3 separate regions of the Gossypium hirsutum genome follow, and regions 2 and 3 are each linked to region 1. A link is a contact called in public Hi-C data. All regions are on one chromosome and are shown on one strand. Each heading gives the region's core, a stretch centred on a gene start, on an enhancer-like site or on the middle of the called end of the contact. The rest is flanking DNA. Distances are from core to core; before and after follow the strand shown.

Region 1 (4,060 bases), core at 629-3,128:
TTTTACATGAAACAATGCACCCTACATTTAGTTCTACCTTACACCATTAATAGAAATGCATGCTCTCATATTTACTATAACATAATTTTGTTAATAATTTTTTTAAATGATTAATAGTTTATACATCAAGTTTTAGTATTTTATTAAAGGGAAAGGTTTCACTTTAATTATTTAAATTTGATTAATTTTACACCATTTTATAATCATTAAATCAATATGAATATATCAAATTAAAATCTTTAATTTACATTAAAACCTTTTATTAAACATTTACCATTATTTTCCCCATTTCCTCTCCACGGTAAACCAAAACTTATGGATATCAATCACTATGTTGATATACTCCTAAATTGCATTATTTTCTCTGATTAAAAATATATATAGTACACCTTTTCCTTGCAAATATACGACTAAATTAGCTATATATGTCAAAACAAAAATTATTGGCTAAATAGGTCGATTTTTGAAAAATTAGGGAAATAGACCATTTTTAGGTTGAGTAAAAAAGTGCGCCTAGTTGGACGTGTTTTCTCTTTAAATTGTATTTTCTGAATTTTTTAATATAATTAGTTCCTTTAGTTAGATGGTTAAATGCTAGTGGAAACCCACGGTCCGAATCCATTAGTATGGAACATTTTCTTTTCCAAGTGAAATCCTCTAGTATATGAAAGAGTGAAAAAGTGCTTTCGTGAATGTAGGACAGCTATTTGAATGCTCGCTTGGTTTTTTTTTTTTAGTCTCAAGTTCAATTCCTCTCTCACTTACATTTATTTATTTTTATTTCATTTTGTTTTAAGCTTTTTATATTTTTAATTAATGTTTTTAACATGTTAGCTCCTTTGGTGAAATGATTAAATAATAATAATCTCATCCTTAAGACTCAAGTTCAATTCTCCTTTTCTAAATACATTTGTAATTTTTATTTCATGGTATTTCAAGCTTTTTTTAATTTTTAATTAATAAATATATTATTTTCAAATTTTTTATTTTTAATTAATAACTCTTTTATACATAAAATCAAATAATAAATATGAATATTATTATTTTTAATAAATATAATTTTTATATGTGTAATATTTATTTTTCAATCTATATCATGAGTGTAGTAAATTTTAGTATTATATATTATTGCATGTGTATTTAAAATATTTCACATATAAAAATATCTGAAATACCATACCAAAAATGTAGATGAAAAAATAATGATATTTGAAATATTTTACATATAAAAATAACAATTATATTTGAAATAATGACTTCATTTTATAAAATTAAAAATCATCATACCCACAATATGTGTAGAAAATAAATATTTGACATATAAAGAAAAATATATAAAAAAATTAGTTGATGCTTATATTATATATAAAGGAGTTATTAATTTCAAATATTTTTAACATAATGATATATGTAAAATATATTTATTATTTGATTTTATTAGTTAAAAAGACTAATTAAAAATAAAAAAATTGAAAATAATATATTTATTAATTAAAAAAAGTTGAAAATAATATGAAATAAAAATTAGAAATGTGTTTATAAAAGGGGAATTGAATTTGGTTGTCAAGGATGAAATTATTATTATTTAATTATTTAACTAAAGGAGCTGATATGTTAAAAATATTAATTAAAAATATAAAAATCTTAAAATAAAATGAAATAAAAAAATATAAATATGAGTGAGAGAAGAATTGAACATGAGACTTGAGGACAAAACCATCTAACCAAAAGAAAATAATTATATTAAAAAAAAGCTAGAAAATGCAGCTAGTGTTTTCCATAATTGAATATATTTTTACATATATATGACTAATTACGAAAAAAACATTTGCTACGCTAATAATATAAAATGCATCAAAAACGTTATAACACGTGGGAAAATCTTGTCGGAGATGGGACAGTGTCGTTCTCACCACACCTAACACTTCATAACTTAGGGTTCTAAAGAGATCCCCTTCTTGGAATTTTCTCATCCATTTGTTACTCTTCCAAACACCTCCAAAATATACAATTTCTTCTCTCTCCACGCTCCACACATTCTCTTCAATTTCAATAAATTAAATCTTTTATGAAATGTTTCTCTTCTTCTTCTTCTTCCATACTTCCTTTCCCTTCATCATCCTCCTCCGGCCTAGTACTTCCCAAAAACATGTCTCCGATTTCAACTCTTTCCCACCCTCTAGTCTTCAAATTCAATCTTAATTCTTCACCTAAGCTTCTTAAATCGTTTGACCCAGAGTTTTTCCTCCATCTCCGAACCCGCAAAACAAGTTCTCTTGGAGGAATTTTGACCGACAAAACTGGGGTGCGCGACTCTTCAAGAACTATGATTAAAACTTCTGTGTTAAAGGAGTCTAGGGACAGAGACGATGGGATTCAAGCGCTTGAACAAGAAGTAGAAGGTTTCATTGACGGATCAATGCGGGTTCAAGGTTTCGAGTCCACTTTGAATCGTCTGGTGAGTCTATTTGTTTCTATATATTTGGATATATTTATTTGGGCGTGTAATACTTTCCATGTTTACTGAGATGGAGGTTTTGGGTTTGTTGGGTGATAGAGCAAGTGGTTGGTGTCAGCTTTGTTTGGTGGGGTGATACTTTGGAGGCATGACGCGGAGGCTTTATGGATGGCGATGGGGTCGATTGTGAATGCGGTGCTCTCAGTTGGACTGAAACGGTTGCTGAATCAGGAGCGGCCAGTGGCCGGCCTTAAGTCCGACCCTGGGATGCCATCTTCTCATGCCCAATCCATATTCTTCACTGTCGTCTTCGCTATAGCTTCATGTGAGTAGGCCCTTGCTTTCACTTTCGCTTTAGACTGCCAAAACTGAGCGTAAGTTTTTAACGTAGTTCTGTATTTGGTATTTCACAGTATTGGAATGGCTAGGAAATAATGCACTTTCAGTGGGCATTTCCGTTCTGGCTCTGGCATTTGGTTCATATCTTGTAAGTAAAAATTCTGAAAACTATATTAAAAAGATTAGTCTTGGTTGTTTTAGCAGTAGAAAAAAGCTTTGATTTCTGAAGCTTGTGAAAATTGCATCTAATCTAGTTGCTGGTTTACAGTCATGGCTTCGAGTGTCACAAAAGCTTCATACGATGAATCAAATTCTTGTGGGTGCTGTGGTGGGTTCCATTTTCTCAGTTTTATGGTACCTGTCATGGGATGCTGTTGTTTTGGAAGCATTTAGCTCCTCGCTGTGGGTAAGGGTCATTGTTCTTTTGGCTTGTGCTGGATTTGGCCTAGGCTTTCTTACATATGTGATACAATATTGGCTCCAGGATGAAAGATAGACTATGTATTTGCGTTGTAAACCAGTTTTATTAATACAAGTCATTTGATTCCATCTCAACAGTTTCAAACTGTCAGAAATGCTTAGTCATCACAAGCTCTGGCATAAGAAAACAATGTATTTGGAACTATTGACACTATTTGTCTTTACAGAGCACAAAAGAGAAACATAAACATGAATTCCTTGAACCCCAAATATCATTGACTGGTTAATGCAATTATGTTTGGGGCTTACTTTATAATCTTTAAGCTGCATTTAGTCATTTTAACTGAAATGCTTTGGAAGCATGAGCGGCTTCTAACGAGCTCTTTGTCATCGTCTCCATCGCAAACAAGTATACTGCTTTGTTTGCACACAAATCAAGTAGTAATTGTTGTATGCTCAACGCAACGCCCTTATCATCCTCAATCCATTCTCCATTTGCTTCTTATAGCATTACAGCTCCAGTAAATGGTGTTGCCAAATTTTCATGTTCCTTGAAGTTTATCCCCTTGTGAACTCCTAGAAGTTGCCGTCCAGCTGTCTTTTACCATCTTGTCACATTCCTTATCCAGCATCTATCTTGAAGTTCTTCCACCGTTTTTTCTTCTTAGTCTTGGGAAATAAAAGGATTGGACAGTGTTTGATGCAATAGTTGGTTCCACAAAATCAATTCCTGATGGGAAAAGATTGCTCCATGCTTCATTGAAGAAACATCTGTCAGGTGTTTCTTATATGAACTCATCGTTGAAACCACAGTTTGACCAGCGTTTGATGCAATAGTTGGTT
Region 2 (4,060 bases), core at 514-3,013, 210 kb before region 1:
AACATCTTCTAAATCGGGATAGATACACTGACCTTCACTTGCAGCAAAGGCTATCTTCTGAAACAGAAGCCAACTGTAATCTTTGTTGAGGAATTTAGGTCTATGGATCCTTGTCTCCTTCACTCCCATCTTCCTTGAAACCCTCTCATTTCTCGTTGTGATGATGACGCAACTACCGTTTCCTTTAGGCAGCCCTTGAGAAATTCGTCCCCACCACGCAACATCTTCACCCCACACATCATCCATCACGATCAAATACCTCTTGCCTAAGAGATATTGGTTTATCTTTTTCAACAGTTCATTTGCATCATCCCCGACACTAGCATCACCTAAATTTCTCAACATACTTCTCATGATTTGTTCTTCAGTAAATGTCTGAGAGACTGAAATCCACATTCTCCTATCAAAGTGATCATCTATTTCTTTTTCAATATTGAACACTTTCTGAGCAATTGTGGTCTTGCCCAATCCACCCATTCCAACAACTCCAATTGCTAGTATTTCCTGCTTCCCTTCACGAGCCGCTTCAAATAACCAGTCTTTAATCTTCTTAGTATCAGCTTCTAGTCCAACAACCATAGTGTGATCATACACTTGAGAGCTCCATCTGGTCATTTGGTCCTTTCCATTTATGGCATTCGGTTGGAACAAAAGGGCCCCCCCAAGGAGTGATTGGATGTTCTGTTTAATCTGGGTAATTTCCCCAATAATTTCATTGATACGCTTCCCATTTTGATGCTTGAAATGAAGGACTGGTGGAGAGATATAAGTTAAGCAGCCATTGGAGAATAAGGCATCATCCCTTGATTGAAGTTGGCAATCCGCTAGTATATCTTCAGCTTCATAAATCAACTCTCGCAGAACGGCCAAGACCTTGTTTATAGTATCGTTCTTCCTCTTCAACCTATCTGCGTCCTTGAGGAAGCATTGCATCAATTGAAGCTCAGTTTGTAGTTTTTCAAATTGTTCCCTGAATTTAGTCACATAGAGGCCTTCCTCTGCAAGAGTGTTTAAAAGCTTCTCCAAGAACACACTGACAATTGCATCCGCCATGCTTTTTGGGTTTGCCTTACAAAAAAGAGAAAACTAGAAAGAACAAGACTAAATAAATTTTGGAGCTTTGGGTACTCAAAATCTAATCTGTTCAAGGCTTCCAAAAGAAAGAAAAGAAAACTAAACCAAGTGTGGGGAAGTTAATGATGCTTCAGCCACTAAAATTTTCATCATAAACACCCTAAACAACAACCTGGATCAATTAAAAGAACTAGAATTAGAAGGTTTTCTCCTATAAACGTACATGACCTGAACTTGTTCTTCGCGGTATGATAGGGAAAATGGAGGAGGAATTTAAAAGATAATAATGAAATCAAAGATCAAACATAAATATAGATAATGATAAAAGAATGTTAATCAGCTAATGTATGCAGGATAAAATAATCAAAACCTCATAGCAAACTTACAATTGAGAGATTCCTGGCAAGAAATCTATGGCACTTTCAAATTAAGGAGAAAACCCCAATAATATAAAAAGCTAAAGTGTAGAATGTCAAAGCGGATAGAATGGAATAGTTCGAAGGATCTTGTTCATACCTTGATTTACCGAAAAGTCCTTTATTTATGTAATACAATCGTGTAGAAGAAAAGATGCTATAAAGTTTGCAGCGTGAGGGTGTAATGGTACACAACAGTGAATAGTCGTGCAGACTAGTCAACGATGCGTATTTGGCTAATTGAATGACCATGAAACTGAAGAGAAACTTCCATCCCCCAAACTAGTCGCTTCCTTCCTACTAAACCTGTTGCTCGCCCGAAATTTACAAGTTTTGAGTCAGTAATTTGCGAAAAAAGTGTAATCTAATAATAAGTTTGAGTACCTGGAATCATTTTGTACAACTTTTATAAGCACGTTAGCTTGAGAAAACTGACCCGTCTTATTGGATTAGGTTGTCTATTCGTGTCTGATTGTTATAATAAGAGAAAAAGAAGATGAATGGAGGTTTTTTTTTATCATAATAACTCAAATAAATTAATTATTTACCAAAATGATCCACTTGTAAAATCATGTACGAAAATGATCCATTTTGAAAAGTGAACCTCGGTGCTACTGTTGTCATTGGCGGCATAGGATTAAAATGTAATTATATAAAATGTTTAGGGATTTAATGGAACAATTACCCTTTTTAGATTGAATAAAAAAAAGTGGCCCCAACCCTACTCGCGACACCCAATTAAAAGCTTTTTAATATTTTGATCTATTTGCATATATGATTCTTTTGAAATTAAATTTAAATAATCCACTTGCAAAATCATGTACGAAAATGATCCATTTTGAAAAGTGAACCTCGGTGCTACTGTTGTCATTGGCGGCATAGGATTAAAATGTAATTATATAAAATGTTTAGAGATTTAATGAAGCAATTACCCTTTTTAGGTTGAATAAAAAAAAGTTGCCCCAACCCTACTCGCGACACCCAATTAAAAGCTTTTTAATATTTTGATCTATTTACATATATGATCCTTTTGAAATTAAATTTAAATAATCCTTACCAAATATAAAAATAAAAAATAAATCCTTTTTATTTTAAAAAATAAACTTAAAAAATCTATATAAAATTCTTATTTAATTTTAATTTTAAAAGGGACAAACCTGTTGCTACCAATAGTCATGGCGCCACTCCTTTTCTATCCAATTTTAAAAAGATAATTGTTTCATATTATCCATAAACATTTTATATAATCACACTTTAGTTTGGTGTCGTCAATGACAACAGTGACACCTAATTTTTTTTAAAACTAGCCAATGATTGGCCCATTATGAAGGGTGGTGCAGTCATTTGCAACGACGATACTGAGGTTTACTGTTCAAAATAGGTCATTTTCGTACATGATTTTATAAGTGGATCATTTTCGTGAATAATTAATTAATTTAGATTATTTTGATAAAAGGATTAACATTTTCTATCATTGAATTGCATCCTTATTTATACAGGTTATTCTCAACCAATATTTTTAATAAATAGAAATTAATTTAAATTCGAATGCGAAATAACTAAAAATTAAAATATGAATTTAAAATAAAATTATCAACATTTATTGAAGCATGATCAAATTGTTGAAGAGCAAGTCCTCTCAAGTTGGGTGGGTGCAATAACACTGGATCAAATATCGATTGAATACTGGTTTAACAAGAGCTTTTATAAGAGTATCGGCAAGTTGACTAGTGTTGTGAGTGTGAGTGACAACAACCTTATTGATTTGCACTTGATTGCGAACATAATGAAAGTCTATTGCAATATGTTTCATGCGGCTGTGAAAGACTGAGTTGTGACAAAAGTAGGTGACACCAACATTGTAATCGATATGGGAGTGTGTAGCTCAAGAAGACGGTTTCTTACCCATGTGGTCTCTGCAGGTGCACTGGCAACTACTCCATACTCGACTTCGGTGGAAAATCAGGTAATTGTAGTTTGCTTCTCTGAGGACTAGCGTACCGATTTCAAATCCAAGTAAACAATGTAGATAGTAGTGGTTACACAATCATTTAGATTGTTGGCGTTTGCTTACATATAAAGATTAGTCTTTTTGTTCTTAGTAGTACGCAAATCATATTATGTTGTGAGATAACTTTTTATACCAGGATTTTAGGGCAACATCTTAAGCTAATGTGGAAAGACCACACTGCCTTCAATAAAAATAACATATGAAATTCAAGTGCGGATTTCAAGGTTAAGTCGCAGCTTCAAGAGGCTATTTGTCTTTCATTTTTCCAGCTTTTTTCACACCTTGCTATTTCGGAATATGATATTCCTTTATCTATAAAATACCTTGCAAAAATTTATTTAAAAAAAATCTAAAATAACACTAAAATAACTAAAAAGCATTAAAAATAAGCGAAGTTTTAATTTACAACAACTAATTGTAAATTCGACTAAAAACCTTGAATTGTACTAAAAATTACTTAGAAACAATGCAAATGTGGGCAAATAAAGGTTTAAAATATGTAGCAAATGTGGGCAAAGGCCTTTTGTGACATGTCGGAGTTGGTCTCGAAGAATGAGAA
Region 3 (4,060 bases), core at 762-3,261, 170 kb before region 1:
ACCCACATAAACTAGATCGATTCGTGGAACTCGTGGAGAAGCGCATCTACTTAAAGTCTTGGTGGTCCAATGAAACACTCTAGTAAAACTAGAGTTACTTGGGTAAATAGTGTGAATCTTAAAGGGATAAAATTATATAAAGTATAAATCCCTTAGGAGTTTTAATTGTAGATGGGAACTAATCTTAACAGTTGATGTAAATCGATCTGTACTATTGAATTTGGAGTAGCTCAAACTATAAATAGAGGTCTCCCCCTTCATTAGTAATCAGGTCACTCATAGTTTGAATATATTTGTGAGCATATACTTAAACAATTGGCATACTATTTTTCTTTGGTTTTTCTATTATTCGTTGCTCTTTCGATTTGAGTTGCTTCCACTATAATTTGGTGCCTTAAAAGAATTCTATGAGAATTTTCACTTTGCGAGAGTTAAGCTAACTTGGGTGCATTTGAAGTAAAGAAATCGCTTAAGATCGTGCAGATTGCGAAACCAAAGGTCTAGCCCCATAACACTTACACCTAACCAAAAAGATTGACGACGACTCTTACTTTAATTTAAAACTCTCATGTTTTCTTAAATAAAAATTTTCCATATTTTAAAAAGCCTCAAGCTGAATTTTTCTTTTTGAATTTCAGCTTGAAAAAGAGTCACTACACTTTTCTTTTCTTTTTTTTTATTTTACTTTTTTCTTCTTCTCCTCTTTCCTTTTATATTAAAAAAAAACTAAGATTACTAATAATTGCAGTGGCAAAAATAACAACCCACAAGATTTAGGTTGTTAAGGAGAACAAAGAAATTTTTTTAAAAATAATTTCTTTAGCGTATCTGTATAGATTATTTCGTAATAAATTAATGTCTAATGAACAAAACATAATTTAAATCATATATAAATAATTATTTTTATAATTTGTCCTATTTAAAAATAGTAAAGTATCAATTCAAAAATATATTTTAAAAACATTTCAACATCTCTGATAAATATTGAAAACATCTGAGTTAAGTGGACCAGTTAAATAAAAAATTGGGAAAAAATCCATGGACACGTATACTCATTTTGTTCGTAGCAAAAGCAATTAAAGTCACCGACAAATAACTTTGATCTTCTAGTCTTAACTTATTGGATGGTGGTTAAAATTTTTGTTGAACACTTATTTGACATAATTAAAATAGCGTGATTCCATCTCCTACTCAATATTATATATATATATAAAAGTTTGTTCTGAAAAGCAAGTTTAAGTAAAAATAAATAAAATCATTTTTTTAAAAACAATCTCATTATATGTTCTGATCATATCTGCTCTTTTTGACACAATGCCTAGAACTATCATTAGTCCCTCCCCAACCTATAAATAGAATGATAGTACGCTTTAGCACACTTGAACCTACATCCTCTTACATTGACAACAATGTCTATGTCAATCAAGCTAAAATTAAATCAACATAACTACAACCAATTATTATTATCACATGATTGAGCACCCAACGTTGGGCTCATTATATCTATCCATATAGACTACAGGATAGTGGAATTGGGGATTTGGGTCAGTCTTCTTATCATCTTTCTTGGGCTCAGCCTTCTTCTCTTCGGGCTTCTTCTGGGGTTCCTTTGGAGGTGCTGGGGGAGGCCCTACAGTCACCAGCTCTACAAATTTCCCTACTTTTCTCGTTCGAACTATAATATCATATGGGTCTGCATCGCCTGTTACTGATATAGTTCCCTTGGCAGCGTCCACCTCTATCTTATCCACCCCTGCACACCAATAAATTTAACAATACGTACATAAATATTAATGTTTGATAAACATGTGTTCGGATACAGCTTCAAATTTTGCCATCAATTATTACAAAGCCAAAGAGGAATATGGTACTGTTTCTAGCCAAGTGTTTACCTTGTACTCCAGAGATTGCCTTAAGAAGCTTCTTCCTGCCTTTTTCGCCTGAGAGATCAACCTTCAAAACAGTCTTCTTTACCATGGAAACCAAACTAAAGTTTCTAAAATTTAAATCAAGAAAAACTCTTAGCTAGGTTAAGTATTGCAGCAGCATGATGATCTTATTTAAAGAGAAAGATGGGTATATATATATATATCAGATTCTTTGGTTTGTTCACCTGGACTCCATAGCAAGGGAGGTTTGTCCTATTGCCTGTTTACCTAGAACCTATCTAATTATATAATCACAAATAGTTTCAGGGTGGTGGATTCTTAGCATTTGACGTATATATGTTATCGTTTATATTTGGATGTGTTTGCTTAGACTGGCATTCTGCTTTCAGCATGCACCATCTGGTGCACTTACCCACTTAACAAGCCAAGAAACAGCAACTCATTGGAACCATCATCGCTAACCAAATCACATAGCAAATAGCAATCGATGAACTACAGACCAAAACCAAATTATATATTAATCAATGCTGTGGACCGTGGTGCAGATGATATTTACCTATAAAACAAATATAATTAATTCATTACATTTTTAAATAATAATCTAATTATCTTGAATGTATGTACGGAACATGTGATAACATAATTACTCCACTAACAAATGTGATGTTAAAGTTGGATTTAAGTCGGTGAGAATGTGAGATAGATTTGTGTTGTTTTAGTTATCTATACTGTACTACTTATATAAACAGAATGTCACAAGCATTTTTTATTATAACACGCGTCCTTTTTCTTATTTCCCCACTATAAGATAGAGGTAAAACCTCAACATTGATCCCTCTGCTATGTTAATGCTTAAGATTTAGTCTTGAAATATAAGTAGGTCCCAAGCGTTTCTGTCTGACGTCCTTTTTCCTTTTCCGCTATAGGATAGAGGTAAATTTTCAGCATTGAGCCCTCTGCTATGTTAAGATTTAGCATTTAGTCTTGATATTTTAATTTGGCATAATTTGATCATCTACTTTATCAATGACATTAATTGATTCAAATAGTTAACATCCTTAATTATTATGGTTAAAATGATGTCGTGAGCTTTTTTAAAAACACCTTTCTAACACACACAAAACGAATTTATTTTAGTATGATAAGTACACATTTTTAACACATAAAGAATTTATTTCAAAATGTTAAGTTTGAAATGATATTTTTACTCAAAATAATTAAGAGTACTAATTATTTGAAGTAAATAAAAATAGAACTAAATTAAATTAAATTAAATTAAATTAAAATATAAATATTAAATCTTAAATTTAAATATAGTAAAGAGATTATAATCATAATTTGAATTAAAAAGTTCTATACATAAAGCAATTATTTATCATTTGATTTAATAAAAAAATCATCTTTTTAGATAATATTTTTAATTAAAAATTTCGATCATAATTACTTTAATAAATATATACTACAGTTTCAATAAATATCAAATAAATAATTATAATATAATTAAAATTATATTAAAAAAATTTGAAGCCTATCTAAACGGCAAAAACATTCTAGTTTTTAATTAAAAGTTTTGACGAGGACGCGAATCAAGTAATATAGAAGTCTTGTTTATGGGTGGGTTGAAGTTGGGTTCGGATCAAATCTAAGTATAACATTGATATATTTTATATTTGTTTAAACTCGGTTTGATTTGAAATATGGGTATAAAATTTTGATCAAATCTATCCATATTTGTAAAAGGTTAACTCAAGTCTGCTCATATTATTTTTTAAAATATATTTATATTATTTTAATTCAATATTTAAGAATTTGTATATTTTTTATTTATTAAAATTTTTTATATAGTCATGTTAATATTTTTCTAATGTTTACATTAAAATAGTATTATATATTTAGTATATATTTAATTTTTATGTGTTATAAATTACATAATACATAAAAATAACATAACATATATAACATATTATAAATTTAAAAATGAGTCGGGCCGAGCTGGGCTTAGGCCTTAAATATTCAAACTCGAGCCTAATCCATATTTTAAACGTACTTAATATTTTTATCCAAACCCTCCAAATTTCGAGTAGACCTGGGTGGGTAGCCCAACCCACAAACAAGTCTAAAGAGAAGTAACATTGAAGTTTTTTTTTTTGGGGGGGGTAATATGTAGTTTA

What was found. A called contact is a pair of places that touch in the nucleus more often than the background predicts.
Region 2: a Hi-C map of leaf shows a contact between it and region 1, with 2.1 times the contacts expected there. The contact joins the promoter of LOC107945829 here to the promoter of LOC107889782 in region 1. A contact is called at or near these places in 3 of 34 Hi-C or Micro-C datasets (leaf and seedling).
Region 3: a Hi-C map of leaf shows a contact between it and region 1, with 5 times the contacts expected there. The contact joins the promoter of LOC107947519 here to the promoter of LOC107889782 in region 1. A contact is called at or near these places in 4 of 34 Hi-C or Micro-C datasets (all in leaf).

What each region holds. Positions count from the first base shown.
Region 1 is chrD12:11,464,348-11,468,407 of Gossypium_hirsutum_v2.1, forward strand. It overlaps LOC107889782 (lipid phosphate phosphatase epsilon 2, chloroplastic), which reads left to right and starts at 1,879. Exons shown (of 4, transcript XM_016814342.2): 1 at 1,879-2,458; 2 at 2,558-2,783; 3 at 2,872-2,945; 4 at 3,066-3,346. The coding sequence starts at 2,069. The coding sequence ends at 3,293. It overlaps LOC107889781, which reads right to left. Exons shown (of 4, transcript XM_016814341.2): 4 at 3,319-4,060.
Region 2 is chrD12:11,250,596-11,254,655 of Gossypium_hirsutum_v2.1, forward strand. It overlaps LOC107945829 (disease resistance RPP13-like protein 4), which reads right to left and starts at 1,764. Exons shown (of 2, transcript XM_041108461.1): 1 at 1,461-1,764; 2 at 1-1,086. The coding sequence starts at 1,053.
Region 3 is chrD12:11,293,405-11,297,464 of Gossypium_hirsutum_v2.1, forward strand. LOC107947519 (heavy metal-associated isoprenylated plant protein 43) reads right to left here and starts at 2,012. Exons shown (of 2, transcript XM_016882149.2): 1 at 1,893-2,012; 2 at 1,309-1,753. The coding sequence starts at 1,977. The coding sequence ends at 1,467.